2 separate regions of the Zea mays genome follow, and region 2 is linked to region 1. Evidence: chromatin contacts called from public Hi-C data. All regions are on one chromosome and are shown on one strand. The core of a region is the stretch at or near the end of the contact, and the rest is flanking DNA. Distances in the headings are between cores, read along the strand shown.

What was found. Hi-C and Micro-C count contacts between places; a contact is called where the count stands out from the background.
Region 2: a Hi-C map of ear shows a contact between it and region 1, with 3 times the contacts expected there. The contact joins the enhancer-like site here to the promoter of LOC100191527 in region 1. A contact is called at or near these places in 2 of 25 Hi-C or Micro-C datasets (ear and tassel).

What each region holds. Positions count from the first base shown.
Region 1 is chr6:136,213,467-136,219,438 of Zm-B73-REFERENCE-NAM-5.0, reverse strand. It overlaps LOC100191527, which reads right to left and starts at 1,270. Exons shown (of 5, transcript NM_001406549.1): 1 at 608-1,270. The coding sequence starts at 1,052.
Region 2 is chr6:136,748,750-136,753,932 of Zm-B73-REFERENCE-NAM-5.0, reverse strand. No RefSeq gene overlaps it. Among protein-coding and RNA genes, the nearest start is that of LOC109940545, 75 kb to the left of the region's middle. Within about 2 kb of position 1,837, at least 8 of the 20 cell types and tissues checked have an H3K27ac peak or open chromatin away from gene starts, as enhancers often do. A contact at or near this core is called in ear, where this site is marked.

The sequences.
Region 1 (5,972 bases), core at 21-2,520:
ATTCTTTCTGACTACAAGGCACGCTACGCTGGATTGTTCCAGTACTACTGCTACACTATCACAGGAAGAGAGCCATTGTTTCTCCATAATAGTAGTAATAATAATAAAATAAATCTACCGACAACATTTGCTCTCGATATTCTATACACCACCTTCAAATTCTTGTTGCACTCCAGACATTCTTGATTCTTCTCTGAAAAAATATGTGTGTTTGAGCATTTCGATTTCAAGCACGTGGGCTGTGCAAGCAGACGCAGCTCAGCGACACCTACACGCGGGCACACAAATCACAGGCGATATTTGCTCGTCCTGGCCGCCTGGGCCTCGGCGCCGTGCGCACTGATGCCCGCCGCGCAACCTGCTAATCCAGCGCTAATGGCGCGGCCAATCGCAACGGCAAACGATGTCTCGGATGGCTCTGCGCCTGGGGCTGTGCTATGCGCGCGTCGCCGGGAAGGAAGCCGGCCGAACAGCGCTGCGAATTCGTCATTAATCGAGGAAGAGCAAGGAAGGAAGGGGGGATGCACGGATGGATGGAACCATGGAATCGAATCGAGAGGGAGGGGGATTTGAACTACTAGCTAGCTAGGTAGAGGCATGGACTCACAGATGAAGTCGAGGATGACGCGTCCGTCGGAGAGCCGCCCCGTGGGGTGGTGGAAGTAGGCCCTGCCCTCCGGCGGCGCGATGCGGATCCCCATGACCGCCGCCACGCCGCCCGTGTCGCTGTTGGAGTCGCCGAAGTTGAAGAGCACGACCCCGTCACCCTTCTTCTTCCTCCTCCTCCTCCTCCTCTGCGCCTGCTCATCCTCCCCCGTTTCTACCTCCACGGCGGGCACGGGCACAGGGACGGCCGCGGCTGCTGGGGCCGAGCGCACGACGCCGCCTCCGCTGGTACGGGCGGTGGTCGCCGGGACGGCTGGCCCCGGCATGTAGCGCAGCGTGGCCAGCACCACCGCCGCTGCCACCGCGCCCATCACGATGTAGTACTGTACCCGGAGCGGGCCCATCCGCTTCAGCGACCCGCCGCCGCCACTCGCCGCGCTCGCCATGGCCGCCGCCCTGGCTCTCTGCGTGCTGCGCTGTGGCGCCGCTCGCTAGCCCCCGCCAGCCAGCCGCTCAGGCTGTGTCCCCTGACCTGACCTCTGTAGCTGCAGTTTAAAATCGACTGCTGTGTGCTCCTCAGAGACGGACGGACGGACGGCCAACTAAAGCGTGTGGGGGGTTTTCTGCTCTGCTTGTTTATTTCGACCAAATTTTCGATGCACTGACTCCTCGCGAAAACATCAAGCGTATATGTAGCTTCGTCTCTCCGCGTCCGCGGCTGGGTGGCGCGAGGCTTTGGTGAGCATAAGAAAAGGATGGGCAGATGGAAACATCGCTTTGTACCAAACAAACATGTGGGGGGAACAAAGTAGTGAGAGAGTTGGTGAGGGCCTTTTTTATATAATTTGCCGCAAATATAATCCATTGCTTAGCTTTTTCTCGAAAGAAAAAGGTGACGTATATTGTTAAGCAGCCCCTAGGTAATAATCATTCATTGGTGCGGTGCAGCCACAGTTAGAGGAACTCCAATAGTTACGTAAGCTACTCCCTCGTGTTCCGAATCTAATTAAGGTCCCGTTTAGCATGGCTCCGGCTTCTCTAAAAATGACTCTGGCTTTACTTTCTCTTAAAAACAACTTTTTTATAAAAATCAGTGTATTTTAACAAATTATTTGGCAAAACGGCTTTTCTCGACGTGAGATGAGAGAATGCTCCTCTCTATAAAAATAGCTCCGGCTCCTCGATGCTTTTTGTTGAGATCCTTCAAGAGCTGGAGCCGGTTTGAGAGCCCTCCCAAACAGGCTCTAAGTCCACATTTTATAATAGATTAGTATGCTGGTGGTTTCTATTTCCACCTTACCGGTTATATATTAGCTATATATATACTTGATTAGTACTAGCGTACAAATACATTATATTTTTTCTGCATGGCAACATCTGTTTTTACCTTTTCTGATTTGAAGTGTGTTACATGATGAATTAAGAAATGCAGTAGCACCGACCTATCTCCTCGTGCTACCAATTTATATAACTTTTCTCAGATACGGATCGTCGTCAACGCCCCCGTTTAGTTTGAGGGACTAAATATTAGTACCTTAATTTTGGTTCTATTTATTCTCTAAATTGTCTAACGATGGAACTAAAACAGGGGTTGAACTGTTTTAGTCTTTAATTCCTCGACAAATAATTAAAAGAGACTAAATCATATTAATATCACATTTTTGTCCTTATTTTTTCAATTGCGGGAGAATTGTAAGGGATATTTTGGTTTTTCTATGATTCATTGGACTAAACTTTAGTCCTTTGCACTAAATAAACCAAACATGCCCTAAAAAGTTTGCGAGACGTTGCCCTAAAATTCAGTATCACATCATAGCCATCAGTACGGTTTTATTTTTGTGCTTGAAAATGAAGCACAGTCAGCTAGACTTTGCGATGAAAAGGCGCTTTACCAACTCGGTGGTTGTCACGCACCAATGCCATGGACATGGACGACGACGCGACGAAATTCTGGCCAAGCTATAGCTAGCTAGCTAGTGGCGTGTTTGGTGGCACGTTGGTCTCGGTAGCTTCCTTTGGGATGCTGCAACAGCGCAGATGGAACGACCGGCCGTCCCAGCCCGGCGAGAGGGAGGAGGACGCGACCCGCCGCAACGGCGACGCCGCAGCTGCCGGCAGGTCCGACGAGCGAGCAAAATATCCATCCACAGCACTACGTCCGTTTCATTTTAGTTGTCGCTGAGCGATAACTAAAAATAAACGAAAGGAGTATATATTTATTCTACCTAACCTCCTCTGCTCGTCTCAAGATCAATTTCTTGCATGCGACGCACTACATGCAAAATCGATCGACAGGGGCTCGCGCGCGGTGCAGCTGTTTTGTTTATTCCATGCATGGCAATGCAAGCGTCAAACTATATTGAAACCGGAAGAAATCAGAGGAGATACGGTGTGTTCTAGCTGCACACACGTCTTTGCTCTCAGCAGTGGCGGAAGAACAATGATGGTTTAGTGTGACATCAGTCATACCTTACTTTTAAAAACTCTTATATCTTCCACTATAACCACAAAACAAGACGCAATGTGGTGGATGTGTTACCTCGATTCTAGCAGCAGGACTTGAGTTCGATTTAGATTTTGAATTCTTGCAAATTTCATTTTTCAGCCATACCATATTTTTTCTTTGCCCTTCGCTACTGGCTCCTAGCGTACAATGTCTGACTGTTAAGGGCTTGATAGAACCATCTCTAACATGATGCGGTTTGAGGAGACAAAGTTAATTTCCAGTAGCTTCGTTGTAACTCTTCCTCGAACTAAATGATAATCAATCTCGATATGTTTCATGCGTGCACGAAAGACTAGATTAGCATAGAAATGCTTAGCCCCTATGTTACCACACACCACAACTTTGCTCCTCTAGGCGCATGAACTCTAATTTCCTGCATCACTATTTGTATCCACATCACCTCTACAGTAGCATTGACTTTAACCTTACATTCTATTTATGTGTTTGATCTCGAGCCTCGACATAGTCACTTGTTTCTTGGCACACCATGATATAAGAAACGGTCTTAGGAAGACCATAGAACCACCAGTAGACCTTCTGTCATCTGAGCATCTGACTCAATCAGCATGTGAAATGGCCCTATCCAACATTGGCTTGGACCTACTTAACATGACGCCAGCAACAGCTGAATGTTTGATATATCTTATAATATACTTGGCGGCAGTCCAGTGGTTTATAGTATGAGCATGAAGATATTAATAGATCTTATTCACCACAAAGAAAATGTTTGGTCATGTCAATGTGAGGTTTTGTAAAGCTCCAACGATACTACTGCACTAAAAAGCATAATTAGAGCCAAAGTACAGGGTCAAGATGACAAGCTAGAGGGGATGAATAGTCCTTTGTGAATCTTAAATATGTCGGGTAACTGAAATAAATATGGAATTAAACTACTCGGTTATCCAAGACTATAACCCTCTATCTATGTTCTCAAGCACTTTAAACGATTCTAGTTTAGCAACTAAGGTGTCAAGCTAGGTAGATCTCACTTATACAGGTCTAGTTAACATGGTCACACAAGACTATGCAACTAGTACTCAAATAAATGGAGAGCTCTTACAGTGAGCAAAGTTCACAAAGCCTAAGCGTACATTAGGATTACTCAACTAGTAAAGTTACACAAGCTAAACTGGAGAGCGAAACAAAAGTTAGCTATGCAAGTCAAGCAAAGTTGTTAAGCTATGCAAGCTTACTAGCACAAGAGCAACTTCTTTACTACACAAGTAAACTAGTTACAAGAACAACACTAAACATGAGCACAAGTATGAACAAGTGATACAAGCTAGTGTTAGGGATTTACAAACTAATGGAAAGACAAATATTGTCACGATGATTTTTGTCTCGAGGTTCGGCGGTTTACCAACCACTTACTCCCTATTGTGACAAGCCCAATGGTAATCGTCAATCCTAATGCTAGTGGTGACCCATGAATCATCCTCTCCCATGTGGAGTGCTTGCACAAAAGTTCTAGTACTTGATCTGACTAGACCACTTGTTGCTCTTCACACCTCACTCTACTAGTGTTTTTCTTCGTGTCTCCCGTAGGGTGAGCATAGTACCTCTCACAAAGCCTTCTCTAGAGACATGCATAACTTCGTGTGGGCCTCTATACAACCACAACCTCTTAGCCAACTAGAAGGTGGCAACATTCAAGAGTAATGAGCACCACAGGCTTGCAACTCGACCACCTAGTGCCACTCAATCCAATGCACTAGAAATTGATGTGATCTTTATCAATCGTATGTGAGTGGAGGCCCTAAGATAAGCATAAAAGTTGAGCAACACAGTCTCGAGGTATTCTCTTATTACTAACAACTGGCCACCCCTCTATTTATAAAGGAAAGGGTTCAACTAGCCATTTTCAAAAAGCAGGTAGCCACGAGGGCATCAAACATGTCAGTGCACTAGTGGTAGCCACACCGAATATGTTCGGTGTCTTTCTAAGGAATACTTCTCCACCTGCTATAAACTAGCCATTGCGTTTCTCAAATGTCCAGTTTGGCCACTAAACACTTGAAAGTCGCCTAAAGGGGAATAGGCAAATCTGAAATTTATAAACTTTAAGCACAACTACAAGCCGGGGTTAGCGTTAGAAACAAAGTCGAGTCCAAAAGAGAGGACGAAAACAAATCACAAGCAAATAAAGCGGATGACACGGTGATTTGTTTTACCGAGGTTCGGTTCTTGCAAACCTACTCCCCGTTGAGGTGGTCACAAAGACCGGGTCTCTTTCAACCCTTTCCCTCTCTCAAACGGTCACCTAGACCGAGTGAGCTTTTCTTCTTAATCAACGGGTCACTTAGACCCCCCAGAAGGACCACCACAACTTGGTGTCTCTTGTGTTTATTACAAGTTGCTTGAGAACAAGAATGGAGGAAGAAGAAAAGCGATCCAAGAACAAGAGCTCAAAGAACACGAGCAAAACTCTCTCTCTAGTCACTATTTGCTTGGAGTGGAAATGGGACTTGGAGAGGTTTTGATTCTATTGAATCTGTGTCTTGTATTGATTGCACTAGCTCTTGTATTGAATGTGAAGTCTGAAAACTTGGATTCCTTGAAGTGGGGTGGTTGGGGGTATTTATAGCCCCAACCACCAAAATGGCTGTTGGGGAGGCTGTCTGTCGATGGGCGCACCAGACAGTCCGGTGCGCCAGCCACGTCACCCAACCGTTAGGGTTCGATCGTTGGAGCTCTGACAGATAGGGCCACCGGACAGTCACTGTTCACTGTCCAGTGCGCCTTCTGGCGCCTGCTTTGACTCTGCACGAACTATCCGCGCACTGTAGCGTTCACTGTTCACTTTTGCAGACGATCATTGGCGCAGTAGCCGTTGCTCCGCATGGCACACCGGACAGTCCGG
Region 2 (5,183 bases), core at 588-3,087, 530 kb before region 1:
CCCTACGCATGGCAACGTACCAGGCTACGCCACAACCTACAACAAGGCATGTGTTCCGATTAGGCGGGACAAGATGATAGGATAAGGACACTAAAAGATCACGCATCGCCCAAGAAGGTATACAAGATCCAACGTTATTAGCTCTATCCAGTTGTTTTCCACTCGATATTGTAAACTCTCCTAGGCCCACCAGTCAGGGCCTGAACGCCCTTGTAACGTGCCTCCTTTAGACTATAAAAGGGAGAGCACTTGCTCCATAGCAGGGGAGGTCAACTTACACTCAGACCTTCAACTCCTCAGTACTCAAGAAATACAACACACACTAGATGTAGGGTATTACGCTCCAGTGGCCTGAACCACTTTAAACCCTTGTGTTCTTGTGTTCATCTAGAAGGCCAAGCAATCACCAAGGCCTACTCCTCATCCGAGGATCAGGGCGGGTGCACTCCGCCACCTGGCCGGAGGATTCTCGCCTTGCATATGTCAACCGTTCCCACGGAGTCCTCCACTACATGAACATGTCCGCGCCACTCGAGAGTACATTACCCTACTAGGAGTGCTACTATGCTAGGAGGGTATATGCTACTCCTGCCATCTCTCACTCCCAGTGCACGATTGTATCTTCATGTATGGAATAGCTGGGTTCAAGCTTACCCTGTCCCATACCAGGATATGTGGCTAGTTGCAAAGTCTCAACCACAACAGGCCAATCAACGATACGATCCTTAATCGACACAGACATGCGACCTTGTCTACTCAGCGTCTGGTCTAGATTTATTCAAACCCTTTCCCCATTTTGGTACCCGACATGGATACTCTTTGAGAGTGATGAGCCCACTCCGGCCATAGAGGATTCATGACCTTAGTTTGTTTTGATTGTTGAATCAAAAAGTCCAAAACCAATGTTCCGCATCATTCTTTTTGAAAACAAAGGATTTTCCTGTTTCTAAGCAGGGCTAAGCATTATCAGTTCTTTTTATAAATCAGGGATCAAGGTATGGTATTCAAATTTCAAGGAATGGTAATGCATCAATTGTTCATCACACAACTCCTATCACCTAATGCATCATATAAGGTGATAAAGCATTTAAAACACATGGAATGGGCAAATGCACCGGGGTTTACCTTATTACAGGAGGAGATCTGAGATCTTCTATTACAATAAGCAGTTAGATGGAGTCCACCACTGGATCAACAACACTGGAGCAGGCTCCTTCACAAATCACTTCTTGATATTCTACATGAAATGCCATGGTTATGGATGCATGTGCATATGCTACTAGCAAGGAAGGTATTACAAAGCATTACAAGATTACAATTACAAGCTATCACCACAAGCCATAACTACCAGGGAGCTACTTATACTTAGAACTTATCTAACCATCCAGAACTTGCTAAGCAACTCCATTTTTCACTAATCACCCATGGTAAAACTCTTTTCCATTTTGAGCAATAATTAATTTGCTAAGAAAATTTTGTCCAAACACATTCAAATTTTACCCAAGGGTTCACATGCTCAACATAAGTTTACACATTTTTTCTCATAATTTTTATTGCTCTATTTTTATTACTAAAATTTCAGATAAGCATTTTAAGGCACCTTTTATTCCTCTAAAAATATCTTTTTGGTACAAAAACTTGAAATCTATTTTTACCTGGAACTCTACTAATTTACCCACCTGACAAAACTTGTTTCATTATTTTAGTACCTTTCCACAATTTCTGGCCCAAAAAACAGACATCGGGCAGAAAAAAATGCTAAAACATATGAATAGTGGCGGGCCAGAACTGACTCAACCGGCCCAACTCTAAGCAAAACCAGACCACTGAAGAAGCGCTTACGCTTTAGGCTCCGGCTCCACATGCGCCCACGCTGCCTCTGCGCGCGCCGGCGGCGCCCAACTCCGATGGTGTCAAGCCGAGACAGCGGCGCCGTAGGGCTCCCAACCACGGCGTAGAAGGCATTAGCGACCCACTACGGAGAAAACGAACCCAAGAGCCCACACGCGACTGCCCCCAAACAAGGTCCGCCACGGCAAGGCCGATCCCAGCTGCGTTCACCAGCGGCGCCGCGGCGTTCACGATGAGATACGGCAGTAGAGCTGAAAAGGAAAGTACCACGAGCTTCACTGGCTTAAGGGAATTACCAAACGCGACCGACACGGGCGAGCCACTCCTCGAGACGACCCGACCACGGTGGGGTTGAGAGGTGCAGGGTACGGTCACCAGCTGAAAGCAGACTATGGCATAAAGGGCGGCTGAGGGAAGATGAACGGCATAGCACAAGTCATCACGACACGGGAACATGGACAAATGAGCTACTCGCCAACCTTGGTTAATGACCACATGAAGGCAGTGAAGTTTTCTACACTACGCCATGGCAAAAGGGAAGACGCGCTGCACGGTGTTTGTTCTTATCACGATGGCAGACGTGGAATCACCAGTACTTGCATGAATTTGACATGGGCCCCAATACTCAAGCACACGTGGAGCAACTAGCTCACTGCATGCAGTGGACACGAGGCCACAGCCCCAAGACACCATGCACGACCAAGCCACAGTGAGGCAGTGGATGGAGATCAACGGTGTTTCAACAGAGGGCAAACATATAACTTAGTCATCCATAGTGGCTTCAGATGTTTCGAGTCCCAAAGGCTATCCATACCCTCACCAATCCACATCACCACTGACCAAAGACAACAGTCCCACAACAGGGACTTTAGATCTTTTGCCAAGTTTCAGGTCGACACTGAACTCACTGAGTTCAACATTTTATTTTTACTATCCATCTATACTGCATTTTTGTTTAGTTAATCTGAACCTACCTGACTGAGAGAAAAGTTTGGGACATTTTACTCTACTTTCAGTGCAGCACCAACCCCCACTCACCTTAAGGAACTTGCTCACCATAACATGTTTTTCATTCTACTATAGAACCCCCAGTCCAAAACTCCATGGGTTTGTTACTACGAACCTCCAAATTCGAGCAAAATCCACAGAAATTCAACTTTCAGCTAACTGTGCAAGGGTTCAGACCTTACCAGTCTGACAGCTTAATTTAGAACCAGGTTTACTCCCAAGTCTGTTCAGGATCAAATCTATCATGCTTAAATACTTTTGATCACAAACCTATGGACTCATCTTTGGTGCAGAAGGTATGGCTCACATCCCCAGAAATCAGAGTCTAGCAAGCTACAAAGCTGAGCACAGCACACTGAATAAGTAGGCAAAAGCGGAGGTTCACTGAACTTGTTCAACATCTGGTGGAGAGAAACTCCTATGGTGACAGCACTGCATGACTCCAACACGTGGAAAACAAGCACATACACCTCATCAGTCCATAAACTCAGCCAGGACAATGAACCAAGACTGGTTCACAGCATAGTACCCAAATGTCTCTTTTATCCAGGAACAAAGGCAATAGAAGGAGCAGATAAGAGAAGGGTAGCTGGAAACACCACTTGTGGCTAAGTACAAGGGAAGTCCCAGGTCTGATATTTTACAGGGGGTGAAGCCACTACAACCTTTGTTGTGCAGTTCACTCCAGCCAAAGCCAGCAAATAGGGCTTCACTACTTACAGCTCACCAAAACAATCCCAACTTGGATACTTCCAGCAGAGCTGAGATCTCTAGCCCCTTGGCTATGCACCACCTCCATACCATCAACTCACACCTATTAGGGAAACCAGCAGTGACAAGGTAATCTTCTTCAGTTACCCCACTTAAACCCTGAATCACTGAACCCACACGCCATTGCCCCCTGCACATCATCCTGTTTAACCCCTTAAATTCTCCCAGTTGCTAAGCAACAACAGGAGGACCAACCTTAAGGAGTTGTGTTCACCAACCCTCTAACTTTTTGCTGAAAAAATTATAATCCACAACCCCACAGATCAGCCATAAGGAAGTTCCAAAATCTGAAGAAAAATCTGAACCCAACTGCAACCAGGCCTGCTGCTCCATTTCACTCATTCCTGTTTGGTCCTCTTTATCTCACAAACTTACATGGCAGCAGATTCATCTTCATTCACAAGATTTATTCCCCAACCAATGCTCTACCAACTTGGTATAACATCCCCAGGTTGAAAACACATTGATCCATAGTTATGATTCCTCAAAGGAGAGCAAAATCACAGAAAAGTTCAGTTTCAGTGAACTGAAACAGCACTGCACCGATCTGACAGGGGGTTTTTCAATAGACTGTTCTCTAAATTTCATACAGTAGCAAGCCCAATTATTGGCATGAACATGTGGACCTATACTTGGTATTTCATTTTATTATAGCATTACTGCATCTTCATGGATTAATTACCACAAGGATCCAAAGGTGGGCAAAAGCATACTGAAACTGCCATCAACAGCCAACTAAACCGACACCTCTTAGGTCTGACCAAGGAAGTTGAGGTATACTTTGCTCCTAATTTTATGTAGAATCGTGCCCATCTCTATTTGGTAATCTTGTTAAGATTCATATGGGACTTAACTCCTCTATACACTTTATATCCCAAAACCCTATGGATTAGGCACAAAAAGGCTCCAAAACAGCACTCATCACACTGAACTTCAGGTGCAGACTACTGTTCCTGGTCTGAAAACCATAACACTTGTCAGCCCCACTTTGGATAGCGTTTTGTCCTAGTTGCAATTAGACTTAGGGCCATGCTACTTAACCAAATGTGTACTCGTAGTGTAGCTTTACAAGTTTACTGTAAAGACCAATAACTAAAAGCTCATGGTTTACAGATTATAGTGCTCCAAAGTTTGAACAAAACTCACTAAAATTCAGCTGCAATGGTTTGGCCAAGTCTGAAAACCCAATATCTGACAGCACATCTTTGGACAATATTTTCACCTAGTAGCACATAGTTTTAGATCTAGTAGACTTAATAAAAATTGTTCTACTATAGTTACTCTACAAGTTAACTATAGCAACTTGTTACCCAAAGTCCACATATTGAAAGTTACAGGGATCCAAAAATAGGTAAATGCAACTATTTTGGGCTGAATCCAAATTGTCCCAAATCTGCACTTTTGCAAACTACTCCAAATTCTTCTATATAACATGGAAATCTTCAAACAAGAAAGTTGTTGACTTTTCCAAGCTCTACAACTTTGGTATATGGACTTTTAGCTAAATCCTTCTAGATTTTGAATTCCACATTTGGGGTTAGTTTCGCAATCCA